Regions from separate parts of the Mus musculus genome. Here region 2 is linked to region 1. The links are chromatin contacts, called in public HiChIP or PLAC-seq maps. All regions are on one chromosome and are shown on one strand. The core of a region is the stretch at or near the end of the contact, and the rest is flanking DNA. Distances in the headings are between cores, read along the strand shown. Region 1 holds the start of Cnot6l (CCR4-NOT transcription complex, subunit 6-like). Region 2 overlaps Mrpl1 (mitochondrial ribosomal protein L1).

Evidence for each region. HiChIP or PLAC-seq counts read pairs in DNA pulled down with a chosen protein or histone mark.
Region 2: an H3K4me3 HiChIP or PLAC-seq map of bone marrow-derived macrophages shows a contact between it and region 1, with 2.6 times the contacts expected there. The contact joins the enhancer-like site here to the promoter of Cnot6l in region 1. A contact is called at or near these places in 5 of 39 promoter capture datasets (the C10 cell line, hippocampal neurons, neutrophils and 2 more), 4 of 484 Hi-C or Micro-C datasets (ECoMG-derived neutrophils, the HL-1 cell line, epidermal suprabasal cells and 1 more) and 4 of 115 datasets of contacts at active chromatin or transcription factors (the SCID.adh cell line, bone marrow-derived macrophages and embryonic stem cells).

The regions. Positions count from the first base shown.
Region 1 is chr5:96,160,232-96,164,056 of GRCm38.p6, forward strand. It overlaps Cnot6l (CCR4-NOT transcription complex, subunit 6-like), which reads right to left and starts at 1,759. Exons shown (of 12, transcript NM_144910.2): 1 at 1,706-1,759. It overlaps Gm52799, which reads left to right and starts at 1,564. Exons shown (of 2, transcript XM_030254979.1): 1 at 1,564-1,660; 2 at 1,908-3,715. The coding sequence starts at 1,564. The coding sequence ends at 2,524.
Region 2 is chr5:96,242,944-96,246,768 of GRCm38.p6, forward strand. All of the region lies in intron 7 of Mrpl1 (mitochondrial ribosomal protein L1), which reads left to right. Among named protein-coding and RNA genes, the nearest start is that of Mrpl1, 35 kb to the left of the region's middle. Within about 2 kb of position 2,013, at least 13 of the 459 cell types and tissues checked have an H3K27ac peak or open chromatin away from gene starts, as enhancers often do. A contact at or near this core is called in bone marrow-derived macrophages, where this site is marked.

The DNA of each region.
Region 1 (3,825 bases), core at 509-3,008:
TCAAATGATACAGTATTGTGTGACTCCACCCACAGTCAAGGTCTAGCTGTGTGGTCTAACTAGACCCAAATATAAAAAGTGAGGTTAGTCGGCAACTAAAATACCGTTTACATACAGTTCTGAAATGCCCTATTCACTCAGTGGCAGATTTACCTTTATTTCCGCTTTTTGTTTTGAGATAGCTTTCCAGGAGCACACAATAAATTGACCATAGAGGCTGATGATCTAGGTTTGGGAGACTTAAGGAAAAACACGTTTGGTTGCACATGACTATCTCCATGGAGAATTAAGATAACGAGAATCAGTAAGATAGCATCTAAAACTGCTGTAGCGTGCCTTCACTGTGTACAAACAGCTCAGCTAAACTCCTGAACACAATCCGCCTAAACAGTCTAAGCTAAATAAGCCGCCGGTAGGGTTAAGATGACAGCTCCGGGAACTTCCTCTTCCTCACTGACCTCCTCAGTTCTGTGTCCACGCCTTTCCCTCTAGGAGGCAGGATATAAGCCATTTCAAATTCACAAAATTGATCCAATCCCACCAACACCACAGGCCAACAAGGCCAGTTTCCCTTTCTTCCTCTCTGCCTTTCCAGAGTGATTTCCAGGGAAGTGAAAAATCTAACCAACGATAAAGTATCCGCTGCAACAACTGCAACAACAAAGAACGTATTTACTCAAGCCTCTGCTCGCACAGCCTTAAAGGACGGACGGAAAGAGGAGATCCGAACCCCACGAATTCCGAGATTTCCTGTTTTGATTCACTTTCCCTCGGGTTCCCCACGCCAGCCTGGGAAGGCCTGCAGTTAGAACGCCAAAATATGCCTTCCTCTCCCCTTGGGAGACGCGGAGGCGGCACAGGCGACCACGATCCGCGTGTCCCGCCCCCGACCCTCACCTGGCCAGGCCCGGGGCAGCGCCCGGGGCCCGCGCGAGGACGGAGTCCCAGGAGCGTCTGGGGAGGCCACCGGGCGCGAAGACGGTTAGGCCGCGCTGCAGGCCGGCGCGCTTCCTGCCGCGGCCCCGGCCTCGGGAACCGCGGCCCGAGCCCCCGCTGCCCGCCGCCCGCCGCCGTGGGGGCCGCACTGCCTCCCGCGTCCACGGCGTGGGTTCCCGCCGAGCCGTTCTCACCTGTGAGGCTCTGAGCCCCGGCCTCGAAGCGGAAGGACCTCGACGCTCTGGGGTCCCCGACTCCGTCCCCCTCCCCACACGCACACGGCCTGGAACCCGCGCCCCCTGAGGCGACGCGGGCCGGCTCCCGCCGCCCGACACACACACACGCAGACACACACACACGCGACACACACGCACACCCACTCGCCGCGGGGCCGCCTCCCGCCCGCCAAAGTCCCAACTCACACACCCACACACGTTCGTCCCTCGCCCACCTCACTTCCCCGGGGAGACGCGCTCCCCCTCGCTCCACTCCCGGTCCGACTCCGAGGCACGGAAACACTCTACCTCATTCTCCTCCGCGGGCCCTGAACGAGCACCAGCAGCCATTTCCCCGCGGCTGGGGAAACACACACACACAAACACGCGCGCGCGCACCAGGGCCCCACAGATGCTCCCCTCCAGACCTCAGACGCAAACACAAACACCCACGCCCGCCCGCTCACCCCGAGGGGCCGCGGCGGCGGCGGGAGGCCGGGCCCCGGAAGGCGAGCGCGCAGGGCCGGGAGTCGAGGCCCGCGCCCCCTCCTCACCTGCATTCAGCGCGCCAGGGTCCGGACGGCGGCGACGGCGGCGGCGGCGGGGCGGCTGCTGCTGGGGCTGCGGCGGCGGGGGAGGCGGCGGCGGCGGTGGCGGCGGGGCTGAGGGCAGTAAAGACATGCAGGCAGCCCGCCGGGGGGAGAGGCACCGGCCGGAGGGGACGCGGGGCGGGCGGGCCGGGCCGGGCCGCCTGAGGAACCACCGAGGCGGCGGAGGGCGGCCGAAGGGAGCGCAGAGCAGACGGATCGGGGGGCGGGGAGGGGGGACGCGGGCCGCGCCGCGCAGGACCGGGGCGACCGGGGCGCGTAGGAGAGGGCCCGCGGTCGCCGGAGACGCCGCTGCGAAAGCCTCGCGGAGCCCGCCCTTGGCCTTGGCCTCCTGGCGCTGAGGCTGCCGCCGCCGCGGGGGTCGATGCCGAGCCGGGTCGCTGCCGAGGCCGGGGCCGAGGAGAGAGAAAAAGAGAGGGAGAAGAGAGAGAGAGAGACGCGAGCTTTCGATGCCTTCGCTCTAATTCACACACGCTCACAACCCCGAGGGCCGGGGAGAGAAGTCCAGGCGCTATCGCTTTAGAGATTAATAACAAGGTGCAGAGAGTGCGAGGAGGAGGAGGAGGAGAGTTGATTGACGTGGAGGGGCTGGCGGGAGTCAGTCACTCCCCGGCGCCGAGGGGTGGGGTGAGGGGAAGGGGGCGGGGCCCCGGCGCGCCGCGCTTCGGGAGTTGCGCGTGCGCGCGGGACGGCCAAGCGCCTGGCTCGCTTCTTACCGTCGCCCTCGCTGGTGTTTTGGGAAAAAAAAAAAAACTGCTTTATTAGATTGAGTGGAGGGTAGAAGCCGAGAAGACTCGTACGATTAGCAGAACCTAGGTGCTGATGCTGGGGATGGGGAAGGGACACGCGGGTGCTTGCACTGTTTCCTGACGCTGGCCCACGCAGGCCCACAGCAGAGCTCAGGGCATTCTGGGTGGTTAATTAAGGAGACCTCAGGTGAGGTGGAACGACCCAAGGAAATGTTTTCTGACGTCCTCAGTGGGTTTCTTGACTTCTTCTTCTTCTTTTTAAAAACAGCATGTGTAAATTGCATGGCGGGAGGTGGGTTTAAAAGCCTATGACGCTCTGCGATAACCCCGTCCTATTTTTAATCCTCTCTCGCGATAAAATTGTATTTGGCAGTTTGCGGCGGTTACGGAGTGAAAACATTTAAGTGTAAACTGGAAATATTATTGGTTACCGTGTGAATGGAGCTTGCTATTTTAAGTCCGGAGGATTTTACTTGTGCCACCTGAAGCTTCTTCCAACAAAGCTAGAAGCAAATTGCATGTGCTCTGCAAGGCAGAGTGCTGCCTTGGATTTTGCACTTTTCCGTCTCTCCCGGCGCATGGCTCTGTGCTGGGTATTTACCGACGCCGGTCCAGAGTCGATTCAATATGTTTTATTCTCAAATATATGTTGTTTTCAGCACTCTTAAGGCACCGTGTTGGTTGCCTTTTTCTCAGGCCTTGTTATTGAATGTTTAAAGCCTTTATCTTTTGAGAGAAGAAGGGGGTGCAATTATAAATGCAAATTATTTATGGAGAACTGAACTGCATTTTCTTCTTGTTACCAGGAAGTGTGAATGAGTGAAAAAGCCCCTCTGGGTCAAAAAAAAAAAAAAAAAAAAAAAAAAAACCTACCAGCTACCTTTTTTCCATCCTGGTTCAGTTTCTATTTCCTACTAGCAACTTCTCCCCCCCCCCTCCTCCCCACCCCCATACACACACACACACACACACCAACAGCAACACTTTATGTAAGAGGTGTTAAGATGGCCTTAATCATGCAAGAAGTCTATTCAATCCCAACTGGTTTAGTCCAACCTGACAAGATACTAATAGTAATTAGTAATCTTTGGCTTTGTAAACAACAAAGCCAAACAACAAAGCCAACAAGTTACCCCAGGAGGCCAGAATAGTGAACCTGCCTGTATAGCACCTGACTAAGTAAATTTCTTGACACATACTCCCAAAATAGAAAGACTAGCAAATGTTGCAAAGGGGGAAAATAAAGACTTCAGAATTTAAGTCAGATAAGTGTGATACTTACATGTCTCACATGTCTCCAAATGCCTGTAGGTAGCT
Region 2 (3,825 bases), core at 763-3,262, 83 kb after region 1:
GTAAGGTAAGGAGCAGAGTTAAAGTCATTTAGAATAGAAAGTGTGACTCATTATTTACCGATGATATGTATGGTCTAGCTAGTAAAACAAAGCAGTTATATATCACTGAAGATACTAACTCAAGGTATAAAAGTCAACTGTGTTTCTATATAACAGTAACATTCTAAATTTTAAAAATTTAATATAGAATTTGACTTATAATTTCAAAGGGGATACTTAGGAATAAGAGATGTGAGCAGTCCATATACTGAAAAGATCAAAACATAGTTGAGTGCAATTGACTCAACTATGAATGAAATATATGGTGAGGTGGACTTTGTGAAATTGTAGAATGAATTTGCAATACCAGTTCTCCTAAAGAGAAGGTTGCTTGACTGGTTACACTCTCAAAGTCCCATCAACTTTTTAAGAAGTTAACTAATTACAAAACTCATACAGACATACAAAAGACTGTTATCAGGGAGGTGGCTCAGTGGGGAGAGCAGAGTGCTTATTGCATAGTGCAGGACCTGAGTTTGAATCCCAGGCTCCACATAGATAGATAGATAGATAGATAGATAGATAGATAGATAGATAGATAGATAGATAGATAGATAGATAGATAGATAGGCAGGCATGGGGGCATGTATCTGTTCTCCCAGTGTTTTGGAAGCAGAGACAGGAAGATCCCCAGAGCCTTGTCAAATGGGTGAGCTCTAGTTTCAGTGAGAGCTCTTGTATCAAAATATAAGAGGGAGAATGATTGAGGAAGCCACCCAACATCAACTTCTGCCCTCCATATGCATGCACACAGCTTGTATGCACGTGTGCATACATATCACATGCTACTCATGTGCACACACAGAAATGCAAAGGACCTAAAATAGAACAACTTGGAATAAGAACAAAGTTGAAGATTTGCAGAACTTGTTGGTTATGATGGTGCTTGTCTTTAATCCTAGCACCCAGGGGACATAGAGGATCTTTGTGAATTTCAGACCAGCCAGGCTGCAGAATGATAATGTCTCAAATTATAAAGAAATAAAAATATTTTTATAAAGTTCTTTTGACATTACGATATTGATGTCAAGAAATAAAACAATGGAAAAAATAGAGAGCCAGAGAACATAGATGTGTGTGAAGAACTGACTTCTAGTCACTTAATAACACTGAGTGGGTAAACCACAGTGTCACCAAAACTGTTCAATATTTGTCTGCAACAAGTCAGCAGCAACCCTCATGTCAAAGCTCATATAACTCGCAATGTGTGTAAAAGTTATATGCAAACCCTTAAATGTGAATCCTAAAATTGATTACGTTAGAAGAAAGGTTTGGAAAGCTGGGTTATGGAATGAATCTTTTTAAGATGTGACAACAAAAGTGTTAGTTACTCAGAAAGAGTTGGTAGGTGGGTCTGTGTAGAGGCGAGTTCCAGATCCTGAAAAGACAGTGCAAAGACAATACACAGATTATGGAGTGAAAAACAAATGTGCAAATCACGTCTGGTAAATCCTAAGTACATAAAAAAGCTTTCTAAGCTTGATAAACTACCCAGTATTTTTGTATTGGCAGAATTTGAACACTAACAAGAGATAGGACAGATGACAAACAAAACAAGATGATCACCAGCATCTTTAGTCATTGGGTCAATGTAAACTAAAACATAGAGAATTATCACTGCATATCTACTGGATGGCTAAAACTATTCCCCCTACCTTTACCAAGGATTGGTGAGGACATAGAGGACTGGACCATGCACACACTATGAGAAAATTCAGTTTTTAAAATGATGCAACCTCCTTGACAAGCAATTTGGTAATTTGTAAAGAAGCTGAACTTCCTTTTTCTGCCCAGTTCTGCTATTCCAGTTTTAGCCGTGTATTCAGGAGAAATGAAAACATATGTTCAAGCAAATCAAAACATATGTTGATATTTATAATAATCTTTAGTTGGAAACATTTTAAATATCCATCACAGGATCCATATAAACAAAAGTAATAAATAAACTCCATATATGCTAATGTATGCTGAGTGAAAGAAGCCAGCAGGGGGGGGTATATATAGTACTATTCCATTTGTATAAAATTCTAGCAAATGTTAGCTAATTTATATTGATAGAAAGACAAATAGTGGTTACCTTGGACAAGACAAAGGCGGAGAGGGACAGGAAGTAGGAATTGCAAAGCAACATAATGAATATTAGAAGTGATTAATTATCCTGACTAGTGGTGGTTCCAGGAGTGTAAATGTATGTCAAAACTATATTGTATACTTAAGAGTATGTGCCAAGAGCTGGAGAGATGGCTCAGTGGTTAAGACCGCCTGCTGCCCTTCCTGAGGGTTTAAGTTTGATTCCCAGCATCCATGTAGGGTGGCTCTCAACTGTGTCCACCTCCCTGGATTGCCTCCTTCTGGCGTCCTTGGGCATCTGCACATATATCCACACACACACATCCACATTTATTAAAAAAAAAAAAGAAAAATCTTTTTAAAACCTTGTTGTATGTGTGTATGTTTGTGCCCGAGTGTACGTCTGGGTGGTTACTGTGTTCATGAAAGAACCTGCAGGGATCAGAAGAGGATGCCAGAGGCCCTGGAACTGGAGTTACAGGCAGTTATGACCCACTGTGTGGGGACCATATTCAGGTAGATCCTCTACAAGAACGGGAACTGCTCCAAGCTGCTCACCTATCTATCTCTTTAGTCCTGTGCTGGCTGGTTTTACGCTCCAAGAGCCAGGTTTAGAACTTTCATGTGGAGCGTAGTTTGAGTAGTTTAAACTCATTTTTCTTCTGTCTCAAAGTGGTAAATATAACCAGCTGAATTCTATGTCTTTATTTTCTTACAGGCTAGTGTTATAAACTCAACCATTATTCTTTGAACTATGTGAATGGTTTTGTAGCCAGCCAGTTTCTTTTTGAATCTTTCCTATCATTTGTACCTAAAACTTACATATTCATGTATTTACTTGTGTATATATGGAATCAACTCAAATCCTCATATCAGCAAAAATATCACTCAACTTATTTATTGAATATAATGAAGATAAAACAAGCTATTGTTGGAATATTTTGTTTTAATCACGTGCATTGCTATCCTGTGATCATCATCTATTTCTGTCTTGGCATGAAGTGTAATTGGTTAAAAATGAAGGTATTAGATTTCAGGGGAAGGTCTTAGAGCATGACCTTAGGGAGTGTGCTGTAGGGAAACAATAGGAAATTCTGACCCACACCATAGGCACATGTATGTATTTTTCTCCTTCTAGAAATATCAAGCTATAAAGCATAAATACCTCTTTAAAATTAATTTACATATGCTACTGTGCCAGACAACGCTGACCTGTAATTTTCTTGGCAAGGATGAAAATAACATTTGCCTCATTCTTAGTGGTGCTGGGATCAACCCATACCATAGACCTTTCAATGCCTGTTTGTTATATTCCATTATGTACTGTAAATAGTTCCTGTTGGTGGCCTTTTGTGTGTATCCAGTTTTTGTTATATGGATGACACTATGATGAAATTCTTGCAAACAAATGTTGCCAACATCTCCCAAATATACCTTTAGGTAAATTTCTTGAAGTATAAAAAATGTGCATAAAATGTTATAATCATTCCAGATAGTATTCATTTTGGAATGAGTACACTAATATAATTTACACAACAATGAATTTATAGTTCTTATTCTCACTGCTGTTGGATATTAACAAACTTAATCATTTTTGTCAGTTTGGTAGGTTATGCATGATTGATGTAGGTTTAAATTCATGTGTGCCTTTCTCTTAAAAATGCAAGGAATCATATATCTCAAAAGATAAAAGTAAAATCACAGAACCTCTACAAA